Regions from separate parts of the Mus musculus genome. Here region 2 is linked to region 1. The links are chromatin contacts, called in public HiChIP or PLAC-seq maps. All regions are on one chromosome and are shown on one strand. The core of a region is the stretch at or near the end of the contact, and the rest is flanking DNA. Distances in the headings are between cores, read along the strand shown.

Evidence for each region. HiChIP or PLAC-seq counts read pairs in DNA pulled down with a chosen protein or histone mark.
Region 2: a contact with region 1 is called in an H3K27ac HiChIP or PLAC-seq map of embryonic stem cells, with 3 times the contacts expected there. The contact joins the promoter of Cox7b here to the promoter of Fgf16 in region 1. A contact is called at or near these places in 3 of 39 promoter capture datasets (embryonic stem cells, hippocampal neurons and neural stem cells), 8 of 484 Hi-C or Micro-C datasets (the HL-1 cell line, cardiomyocytes, embryonic stem cells and 2 more), 8 of 115 datasets of contacts at active chromatin or transcription factors (all in embryonic stem cells) and 2 of 9 other capture datasets (adipose tissue and liver).

The regions. Positions count from the first base shown.
Region 1 is chrX:105,761,811-105,767,568 of GRCm38.p6, reverse strand. Fgf16 (fibroblast growth factor 16) reads right to left here and starts at 3,092. Exons shown (of 3, transcript NM_030614.2): 1 at 2,755-3,092. The coding sequence starts at 3,028.
Region 2 is chrX:106,013,122-106,018,618 of GRCm38.p6, reverse strand. Cox7b (cytochrome c oxidase subunit 7B) reads right to left here and starts at 2,919. Exons shown (of 3, transcript NM_025379.2): 1 at 2,749-2,919. The coding sequence starts at 2,788.

The sequences.
Region 1 (5,758 bases), core at 1,843-4,342:
TCCCACCTGGCAGGAGGCCTCTCCTCCAGTCTAGCTCCCAAGCCCTGCCTGTCAGTCCACAGGTGCCCCTCAGGAATGTCAGGCTCCCTGTGAACCTCATGTAAATGCCACCAGCCAGGCGGGGACTGAACCACTCCTGGCTACCGGCTGCAGATGGAGAGCAAGGAGCAAGTATGGTGCCAACAGGTTATTATTTGGAGTCGGGGCTGCACTTGGGCTCAGCCTGACTTGTTTAGAACACATGGATTCCAGGGTAATCCTTGGCCCCCCCCACCCCCTGCTCTCCAATTACAACAAATAGCTATTTACTTTACATGGCCTTCGGAGACTCCCCCCCCCCCCCCCAAGCAGAGATCTATAATATTTTATATCTTAAGTCTGGCCTACTTTACCCTGCTGGAATGTTGACTGCTAAAGCACTTATGGAATGTTAAAGTTTCGATTTATTGAATACTCTGGCTGATTAACTCAAATGTGGAGGGAGGAGAGTGTGAGCAAACTCAAACCCCACCTCGTCCTGTGCCAAAAGCTAAACTGAGCAAGAGTGTGTTTGCAAGTTGGCAGGGGAGGTTATGAAGAGACAGTTTTGACCGGTTATCATTTCCTTTACAGGAAATGCACAGAGCTGCCAAGAAATCAGGGAAGGAGGAAAGGGAAAAGGGGATGTGGAGGGGGTCTCAGGCAGCTTGTGTTTTCTAAAAGGCCAAACCCAAACTGAAGCAAGCCCGGTTAAGCAGCAGTGCAAACGTCCTCCGTCAGCCTTACTTCCTTTGGTTTCTCCTTAAACTTAACACCCTGAGCAGGTCTGGGAGATGAAAAGAAATCAAGATGTGTCTTTAGGGAGGCAATTAAAGACCACTTATCCCAAGAGCCTATTACTGACTTATGTTGACCTTGTAGATTATTGGGCTCAGCTCAGGCACAGAGGCAGACAAACATAGCAGCTGGGGGGCAGTTCACAGTTTTACCAATTTCACCGCCCCCCAGCCCACATTTCACTATCATTTAGTGACTTTGCTTTTATACACATCCATATAAATGCACACACACACACACACACACACACACACACACACACACACACACACACACACGGGTCTTTTATACATTATAGCATAATAGCTTTAGGCCATTTCTGGGAGCCTCTGAGTTGAGGGTGGGAGTCCCAGTCCTTACGAAGAAGAACAAAAGGGGACTGCAAAATCGCAAGTGATGGGAGGGAAAGAAGCCAAGTTAACACCCCCTCTCCTCCCACCCGCCTCGTCACCCTTTTGAGGACCTGCTGCAAGTTTATACAGACACCTGCAACCCTCCATTACCCCTCCCAACCTACTGTACTCCAGCTCTGTTTGAGTGCATTTTTCCAAGATGACATAGACCTCATTACGGTTCCTGCCTGCTCCCAGCAAGGAAGGCCAACCCTGGTCTTAGTTGTCTGCTAGGCTTGGCCTTAAGCTGCCCCTCGGCTGCCCCCTCCTCTGCCCCCATTTTCTTTCATTCTTTTCTTTTTTCTTTTTCCTTCCTTCCTTCCTTCCTTCCTTCCTTCCTTCCTTCCTTCCTTCCTTCCTTTCTTTCTTTCTTTCTTTCTTTCTTTCTTTCTTTCTTTCTTTCTTTCTTTCTTTCTTTCTTCTGAGGACTCCAGACGCAGCTCTAGAAAACCATGGATAGAATGCGAAGATGGGAAGGATAGGAAAAAAATGAACCGTGTCCTGCTTGAGGGTAGCAGAGCTTCGGACTGGCTTGGGGGCAGAAAGTGCGCTTCTTGCATTACAAGGACCTAGGGAGGAAGCCGAGGACACTGCGGCGGAGGAGAAAGGCTAGCTGTCACCACACCTGTTTGATGGCTTAATAATGAATAGGAAATTGAAAATAAAAAACCCGGCAAATTACAGAAGAGGGAACACAGTTGCTTAGAAGCCTAAAGATTGCCGTCCCAGATCAAGGTTTATATTAATCGTGTAATTAGTTCTGTATGGCGATGCAGGCAGCTGGGTGCTCTGAACAATCTGTACAGTCGCAGGCTGGCAGAGGCAATCTTGCCTGGAGATTAGACATTTCCTGTTTCTGGGGCTGGCAGTGGGTTCGGGGCAGTTCCCTCACGTGGGCGAGGAGTAAGTTCTGGGCAAAAGATACCCAAGACTTGTTCATAGGCAGTGGGCACCCCAAGGTTTTTCTAGATTCTCAGCTCCCAGGCTCCCAGGCTCATGCTGTGCTGCCTGGATTGGCTTCTACCCTGGGCAGAGCCACCCCTGAGGATGACCAGTGCCATGACGGCCGGATCCCCGTCAGATAAAAGTGATTTGGGTAAGGGCCGCTGGCCCGTGGAGGCTCCTGCTCTGGGCGATCAGTCGCGACGGGTCTGCCACCCTTAAGACTCCTCTGGCCGCGGTCCCCTGCCTCCTAGTCGAGGACTTCGGCTCCTCTCCAGACTCCACCTGCTTCCCTCGGAGACCCGACGATGGGCTCTCACGGGGAACCCCTTGCTCCGGGAGGAGGGAGGGTGGAGCGGCTGGAAGAGGCCGCACCGCGAGGCGCCTCCGCCCCCTCCGGGGAGCGTCGCGGGGCGCGGGGGGCCACCGAGTCCCCGCCAGGCTTAGGGCCCTGCCACCGCATCCCACCCCGACGGGTCCGGACGGCGTCCGGTGCTAGAAGGTTCGGGGGGACCCCTGCGGGACAGCCCCGCGTCGACGGCTCCCTAGTCCGCGGTCCGTCCGCTCCCTCTCCCCCACCACCCCTCCACGGCCGGGTCCTCACCGAAGCGGCTGTGGTCGTGGCGGGTGCCGTGCACCGTGCCGTTGGGGAAGATCTCAAGGTGGAAGCCGGTGCGGCAGTAGAGCTGGCGGCGCCGCAGGATCCCCTTCAGGTGGGCGAAGTCTGTGGGCGAGCCGCGCTGCAGCTTCCCCTCGATCTGGCCCAGGCGCTCGTTCAGGAAACCCGGGGAGTCAGCTAAGGGCACGTTCCCCAGAGAGGAGGAGAAGCCGTGCAGGTCCCAGTCCAAGGAGGCAAAGACGCCCCCGACCTCCGCCATGGCGGGGCCGGCGGCGGCGCGGGCCGAGCCGGGGCCCCGGGGCGCGAACTGCCTGTCTTGGCGGCGGGCGCGGGCGGGCGGGTCGGCGGCGCTCGCTTGCTCGCTCGCTCGCTGCTCGGCTCCGCGCTCTGCCCAGCTGCAGCACACGTCTGTTCGCGTCCAAAGAACTTCTCAGCGGCGGGGAGCGTGGGGCAGCGCGCTCCTGACCTTGCTCTCAGTTAAAGTTCGGCTTCCCCTCCGCATCCATCTCTCCTGGCCTCTCATAGCTGGCTTCCTGGAGCTATCAGATGCAAATGGCACTTTATATACGTACCCACTCCCCTTCCATTGACATATTGGATATTTAAATACAAGCCACACCTCACTGGCATCCCCTCAGAGATTGGTGTGTGGGTTCTTTCCTTTTTTCCCCCCTTCTCGTATCCATTTGGCTCTTTTTGGGAGAGGGGGGTGGAGGCGGGGAGCGAGCGAGCGAGCTTCACTCCCTCTTTTATTATGAAAAAAATGGCAGGAAAAAGCTACACATTGCAGTGAGGCATAACTGCTTTTGGCAGGTTTTCTTAAACTGCTGATGAAATAACGGAGCCCAGTACGTGGAGGCCATTGGCGACCACGGCCACGCAGGCTAGTTCCTCCGGGGTCTGTCTGTCGGTCTGCTGCAAGGGCCACCCCCGCCTCCCACGCATCCTCCCGCTGCTCCCCTCTGGGAAGTGCCGGAGACCGGGGCTGGGGGGAGGGAGTCCTCGCGCTGTTGAGCTCCTCTTCTCTGGCCCAAAAGAGGCTGCGGAAGGGGTATCTGGCCCGGGACAGGGGCGCTCCAGCTCCTTTGTTCTGCTGCCCTTTAGTCCCACTCCCCACCTGTAGGTCCACAGGGGTCTGAGGAAGCGAAAACGTTCTGGAAGCCAAACGCAGTTGCAGCTGTAAGGTCTTGAGAGGTGGTGGAGGTCCCTGCAGGCACCAAAGGGTGGGGGCGCTTAAAGGGTCTGGGAGGAGCGGGAAATCCCAGAGGGAAAGAAGACTTTTTAAAAAGGACGTTGTGGCTTAGACATAGAGGGGTGGAGGCTAAGACATAGAAAGCGATCTTTTTGAAAAATGATCTCCATGGATTTCTGGGCGCGCTTTTACAAGGCTCAGGAGAGCAAGCTCTGTGAGAGGCCATTGGAAGCCTGGTGGGGGCTCTCCCCCTATACACCTCTTTTCTTGTTGGAAACAGGTGTTTCCTCGCTCTGTCCTGTGCCCTGTTCCAAGAAACTCTATCAGGAAGAGCGGCCGTCAGGGGTGGGAACTGGCGGCTGCCAGAAAGAGAGGCTGGGTGGAGAGGACCTGGCGAGCAGGTGCCTGCCTGCCGCAAGCCCCTGCATCTCTGCCCCGCACCTGAACCCCACGGTCCCTCTGGGCCTCTGGCGCTCGCCTCCTTCTTCCTTATTAAATGGCGTTGTTGCTTGCAGTTTTCACACGCAGCAGGCGCTGGCCGCCTTCCCAGGTTCTGGTAGTGACTGAACCCCCAATCCTACCCTTCGGCGCCTTTACTGCGCCTCCTGCTGGAGACCCCACCGAGCCACAAGTTCAAATTCAGGGTTACCATAAAATGAGTAAACAAGCCTCCCCACAACTCAGTGCAATTTGAGGCCCTACTCTAAGGCTCCACGTGCACCCTGTGCTCACATCCTGGACCCATAGCAATTCTTAGTTTGGAACAGCACTGTGGCTTGTTTCTGCTGTGCTTCTTTAGCTCAGAGGGACTCTCCTGGGCCAAGCGCAATGCCTGGCACATATAGACACTCAAAGGAAAGATGCTTTCAGCAACAGTGAACACACATGCAAGTTATCATACAGTTTTAATGGACCCCCACACACAAGCAAAAGGTGGAATCTAGAGGCTGGAGAGATGGCTCGGTGTTTAAGAGCACTGGCTGCTCTTCCAAATGGACCCAGGCTCAATTCCCAGCACCACATGGCAGCTCACAACTGTCTGTAACTCCAGTTCCAGGGGATCTGACACCCTCACATCCACATACGAGCAGGCGGAACACCAATGAGCATAAATAAAAATAAATAAAAGAAAAAAGGTGGAATCTAGAGAATGGAGAGCTCAGCGTTGAAAATCAAGTAGTTCTCTTTTAGAGGACCCAAGTTCTGTTCCTACCACCCACATTAGCTCACATGTGCTTGCAATTCCTGAACCAGGGGGTCTGATGCCATCTTCTGGTGTCCACAGGAACACACACACACACCCTACATAATTTTTAAAAATTAAAAATATCTTTAAAAGGGTGGAGTCCTTATTAGAATATGCATTAATGGACCTACATACTGTCTTGGACTTACTTTAAAAATATCTCAAGAGCAAGCCTGTTGTGCTGGCACTCAGCTGTAATTCTAGCACTTGGAGGATTGGGAGTGTGATCCCAACCTGAGTTGCACAGCAAGTGAGAGATTGAACAAGCAAATAAGAAATTGTCCGAACTGAACGCAGTTCCTTGTACTTATAGTCTCAACACTTTGAAGGTGGAGGCAGGAGGATCAGGAGTTCAAGATTAGACTGGACTACATGAGGCCCTGTCCCAACAACAAAACAAATTGTGACACTAGGTAGGGGTCCTGAATCCATTCTGGCCTAAGGTGACTAAGGTGACTTTTATAATGAATGTACCCTGAGGCAAAGATGGGAAGGATCTTTTTTGCAGGATCAGAAGGAGAAAATGGTAGCCAAAAAAAAAAAAAAAAAAG
Region 2 (5,497 bases), core at 1,670-4,169, 250 kb before region 1:
CATGATGGTAAATGTTCTTCATACCAATTCTCATTTTTTTCTGCATTACTGAAAATTTTCACAGCAAAAATAAAAATCAAATGTTTATCACCTTAAAATTATGCCCCCAAGCTATGGTAAGCAGGATTTTAAAATAATTGGTAAAGAATGAGGTTTTTGATTATATAATAAGAGTATATAAGCAGGCAAGCACGTGGAAGGTAAAAGCAGGAGGATCAGGAGTCAGCCTACGGTGCATGACACCTTGTCTCAAAAAACAGAGTAGAAAAAATGTTATGATAGAGATTTTATCATCAGGTAATTTCTAGCCTAGAAGGGAGTATTATATGTGAAGACATGATCTCTGTTGTACAAGAAAGTAGAATTAACTCAGCATTTAGGCAAGTAGGATTTGTAGGTGGGTAGGGGTGCAGGGCAGAGGGAGGGTATAGGGAACTTTCAGGATAGCATTTGAAATGTGTATAAAGAAAATATCTAATAAAAATTAATTAATTAGAAAAAGAAAAATGGAATATCGACAGAGATAGATAGATCTACTGTACCAGAGAGCCAATCAAGTTTGGATGAAGAACAAGGTTATAAAGGTAGCTTATTAAGGAATAAAACTCGAAAAAAGTGGTAAATACCAAAAAGTCAATAGTTTTTCTCTTCAAATCTAGACACCACCACCTCATTATTTTAAAGGTCTTTACTGTGTGTCTTTTCTTAAAGATTTATTTATTATATGTAAGTACACTGTAGCTGTCTTCAGACACACCAGAAGAACGTATCAGATCTCATTACAGATGGTTGTGAGCTACCATGTGGTTGCTGGGATTTGAACTCAGGACCTTCTGAAGAGTAGTTGGTGTTCTTAACCGCTGAGCCACTTCGCCAGTCCCTGTTTTAAAGGTCTTTAAAGGTACTTACAGACACAGAGGAAAAAGCAATGTTGAATTGAGGTGCAGCGGTTCATAGCTGTTCTCTCAGTACTTGGGAGGGTAAGGTTGAAAACTATACTCAATTTTCATGCCAGGCTGGGCTGCAGGGTAAGACAAAACTGCTGTTCCCTCACTAATGTTTCAGGCTGGGGAGAGCCTGGATTCAGTGGCAGAGCTTTGGGTTCAAATTCTATCAAATCCTCTCTCACCCCCAAAACAAACACCACCACCACCACCACCACCAATGGTCTCTATGTGGTATAATCCTAATAATTCCTTAACCATTATATTAGCTGCTTTACTTACGGTTCCACTTTCACCTTTAACCAGCCACACCCAGGGAAATAAATGTAGCGGGATTGGTGTAGTGCTTGCCTAACATTCCCTAGACTTGATTGCTAACACTTCAGAAGCAAACACAATTAGGTCTATAAAGGTGGGAAGGACTTTGTCAAGCCCAGCACTTGGGAAATGGAGGCCAAGGATCAGGGGTTGAAGACATCCTTGGCTACAGATTAAAATGGCAGGCCAACCTAGTGTACCTGAGACCCTCCCTCAGAAAACAGCCACAGCCGGAATAAGCAAATTCATAAACATTCCATAATCAATTCTGCTCCAGAACATTTAAAAGGGTGAGTATGAGAAACAGAAACACAACAAAATAAACTAAAAAATCATCTTTTTGCCTGGTCTCCAGAGCAAGTTCCAGGACAGCCAGGCTACACAAAGAAACCCTGTCTCAAAAAAAAAAAAAAAATGATAAAAAAACTTTTCCTACAGTATTTTTAAAAGTCCCTAAGTCACTTAAAGATCAAAGAAATTGAGATTACCAAACAACTGTTGTTTCAACACTCTGATTTACCAAGTGATCTCCCCTCTATACCAAAATAAAATTAAAAACAAACAAACAAACAAAACCACCCAGTTTAGTGACCAGAGATTGGTTAATGGTCTTTGACATAGGTATTACTTACTAACCTCTGTTTTACAAAAACAAGTTTATAACGCTAAATCATTTGTCCAAAGTGAAAGAAATAATAAACACAGCTTGTAGCAGATGAAAGATCAGTTGGGCTTCTTTCTTTTTTTTTTTTTTCAATTATTCCCAAAGTACTTCAGTACTTAGAACACAGCATGTGATCTAAAGGTAAAATAAAACTAAATCCATGGCTAGAAAAGCAAGTAAGTATTGTGTAAGGTCACCTTCATTCACATTACTGAAGGTCACCTTCAGGGTAAAGCAATTACAAAAATGAATTTTTTTCTTTCCAGTCCAGTGTATTTTCCATATATACTGCTAGTCTCAAGTTTCCACGTACTTGCCTAACTTTAAAGCAGGAAAAAAAAATGACCATGATTGTTTTCGCTATAGTTAATATTCCGTTAATAATCTACAGATGACTTCTTCAAAGCTGCCAGGCTTAAGGTTTTCAACCCCTTGCTATGAATCCAGATGCGGTAGATTTAGTTTCCTACCACCGTTATTGTAGGAGATCAGTTCTTCTACGTAAATACACTCCCAGAGCTAAAATTTAGATCATCGCTAAAAGAGCAAGGTGTCCGCCAAAGCGTTCTTCCTGGAAATCATAGGTCTCTGAAGAAAGAGAATGCATAACGAGGTTAGGAACACAAGGACAGGATGATAAAGCCACTGTCACAGCTACCTCTGTTATGGCTAGCTTCCCTTCCCAGTGACTGGAGACCACGCAGGGGACCATGCACCTAGAATTAAAACCCGCAGGATTTGGGGCGGAGGAAGAGGGCAGAAGAGCACGAGGACAGCCGGATCCCGGGTGTTGTAAAGAACTCGCCCACATTATCTGCTCACCTTGGAGACGGCTTAGTGCGTTTTTGGCTAAGGGCAACATCGCGGAGACGAAGATGGAACTGCGGCGACTATGCTGCTGCCTTGGTGCAAATTCACCCCAGCTACCCTTGCAAAGCGTCCTGAAAAACAAAATGGCTTTCAGCAGGGAGCCCAAATGAGAATTGGTGAGATGTCGCGAGATTTAGGGGTTGACCTATAGAAATTGTCATCCTAGTTCCTGCGAGGAAATAGGAAGGTCTTTGGGAAATGTAGTTTCAAGCTTGATGGCTTCCATAAAGTAGTATTTACTAAGCAGGGAGGTTAACTCTTTGGACAAAGGTTTCGGACTCTACAAAGGAGAGCTGAGACACCGACCTTACATAAGGCACCAGCATCAAAATGGTGCTAAAACTCCAGAGGATTGGATCTAGTGTCTCACTTCCAATTACAGTCCCTTCAAATTTTTCACATTCTGTCTCCTATTACCTACATTAATTGGTTTTACCTTTATTGGTTTTTTTTTTTGGAATTTTTGTGGGGGAGTTGAGACACGGCCTCTCTATTTAGTCCTGGCTGACCAGGAACTCTCTATGTAGACCAAGCTGGCCTGGAACTCACAGAAAAAGTCCTGCCTTTGCCTCCCAAGTGCTGGGAGATCAATTGACCTTTTTCCCCTAAGGATTCCAGTTCATGTGCATCTGGCAAGAATACTATATATGTATCTTCTTAAGAAACTCTGTGTAGGGCTGGTGAGATGGCTCAGTGGGTAAGAGCACCCGACTGCTCTTCCAAAGGTCCAGAGTTCAAATCCCAGCAACCACATGGTGGCTCACAACCATCCTTAATGAGATCTGATGCCCTCTTCTGGTGTGTCTGAAGACAGCTACAGTGTACTTACATATAATAAATAATAAATAAAAAAAAAAAAAAAAAAAAAGAAACTCTGTGTAAGCCAGGTCTCCCTATGTAACCCAGACTGGCTAGAACTTACTATGTAGCCCAGACTGGCCTAGAATTTGCAATTCTTTTGCCTTAGCTTCTCTAGTGTCATGATTAGATAAATAATGTACAAATCAAACTCTGCTTTTTAGAGCATCCTATCAAAAGGTATAGGATCTTAGCATGTCCCATTCAGTAATAGTATGAACTTAATCATTTAATCCAAGCACTGCATACCAGATTTCTACACTTTAAAGTCACCGCTTTCCCTTTGTAATTAAAAAAAAAAAGTATCTTGAGTGGAAAGGAGGGATGTGTGCAAAAAAAAAAAAAAAAAGGTAACTCCAATGCATAATGACTATCCTATTCTGCATAAGCTTCTATCCACTATGTTTTGTATCCATTGGTAATTCTTTACCACACTGTGTCTGTATGACCACTGCAGTTCATATGCCTAAAGCAACCTGAGTGAGCATAAAACAGAGATACTCAAACCACCATGCTTATTTGGTATGCTTGTTTATTTTTTAAGATTTATTTATTTATTATATGTAAATACACTGTAGCTGTCTTCAGACACACGGGAAGAGGGCATCAGATCCCCATTACAGATGGTTGTGAGCCACCATGTGGTTGCTGGGACTTGAACTCAGGACCTCTGGAAGAGCAGTCAGTGTTCTTAACTGCTGAGTCATCTCTCCAGCCCCTTGTTTGTTATTTTTGTGTTTGTTTCTTGGAGACTAGATTTCATCCTGTAGTAGAGGCTAGCTTGGAATTTACTATGGAGCCACTCCTGGCCTCAATCTCCTGGCAAGCTGCCTGCTTCAGTTTCCCAAGATGATAGGTGTGAGCTGACATACCTAATAATTTAACCATTTAAAAATTTTTCTTTTTAAATTTTGAGGTAAGCTCACACCAAGTGGCTCATATGGGCCGTTAACTCACTCTAAAGTAGAGAGACAGGCATTGAACTTGTAATCCTCCTACCCCAGCTTCCCAAGTAGGAGTTAAACTGACCTATGAGGCCCAGCTTAATTTTTTCATATCCTACTTTCTCCTCTCCTTTGAAACAGGGACTCGCCATGTAACCTATGTGGGCCTCAAAGTTGGGATTTTCCCACTCTAGTCTCCCAAGTGCAGGGATTACAGGAGTATGCCACCACATGTGGCTATTGCTTTCTCTGTGTGTCTCTCTCTGTCTGTCTCTCTTCTGCTCTCTTCTCATCTGTCTTTTTGTTTATTTTGTTTTGTTTTGTCTTGTTTTGCTTTGTTTTGTTTGAGACAGGGTCTCTTGTAGCTCAAGGAGGAACTCCCTATGCAGCCTAGACTGGCATTAATCCCTGATATCCTCCTGCCTCTATCTCCTGAATACTGAGATTACAGGTATGCACCGCCAGGCTCATTTTATTTCATATCTCTTTATGTGGAGACCAATTACTTTCCTTTCTTTTTTTTTAAAGATTTATTTATTACTTATACAGCATTCTGCCTGCATTATTCCTGCAGGCCAGAAGAGGGCACCAGATCTCATTATAGAAGGCTATAAGCCACCATGTGGTGGCCAGAAATTGAACTCAGGATCTTTTGGGCCTGCTCTCAACCACTGAGCCATTTTTCCAGCCCGTCCCTCTTTTAAAGCAGTTACTTTCCTTTCAACAATCATCTCCTTAACTCTCCAAATAGTGGAATTATTATAATTCTGTGGGGTTTTTGCTTTCTAGCAGGACCTAAAAGAATAATCACATAGTATGTTCCACACATTCAAAATAAATGCACCTTGGGCTTTGGATGTAGTTGTGATAAAATGCTTGCCCAGCTTGTGTGGGGTCCT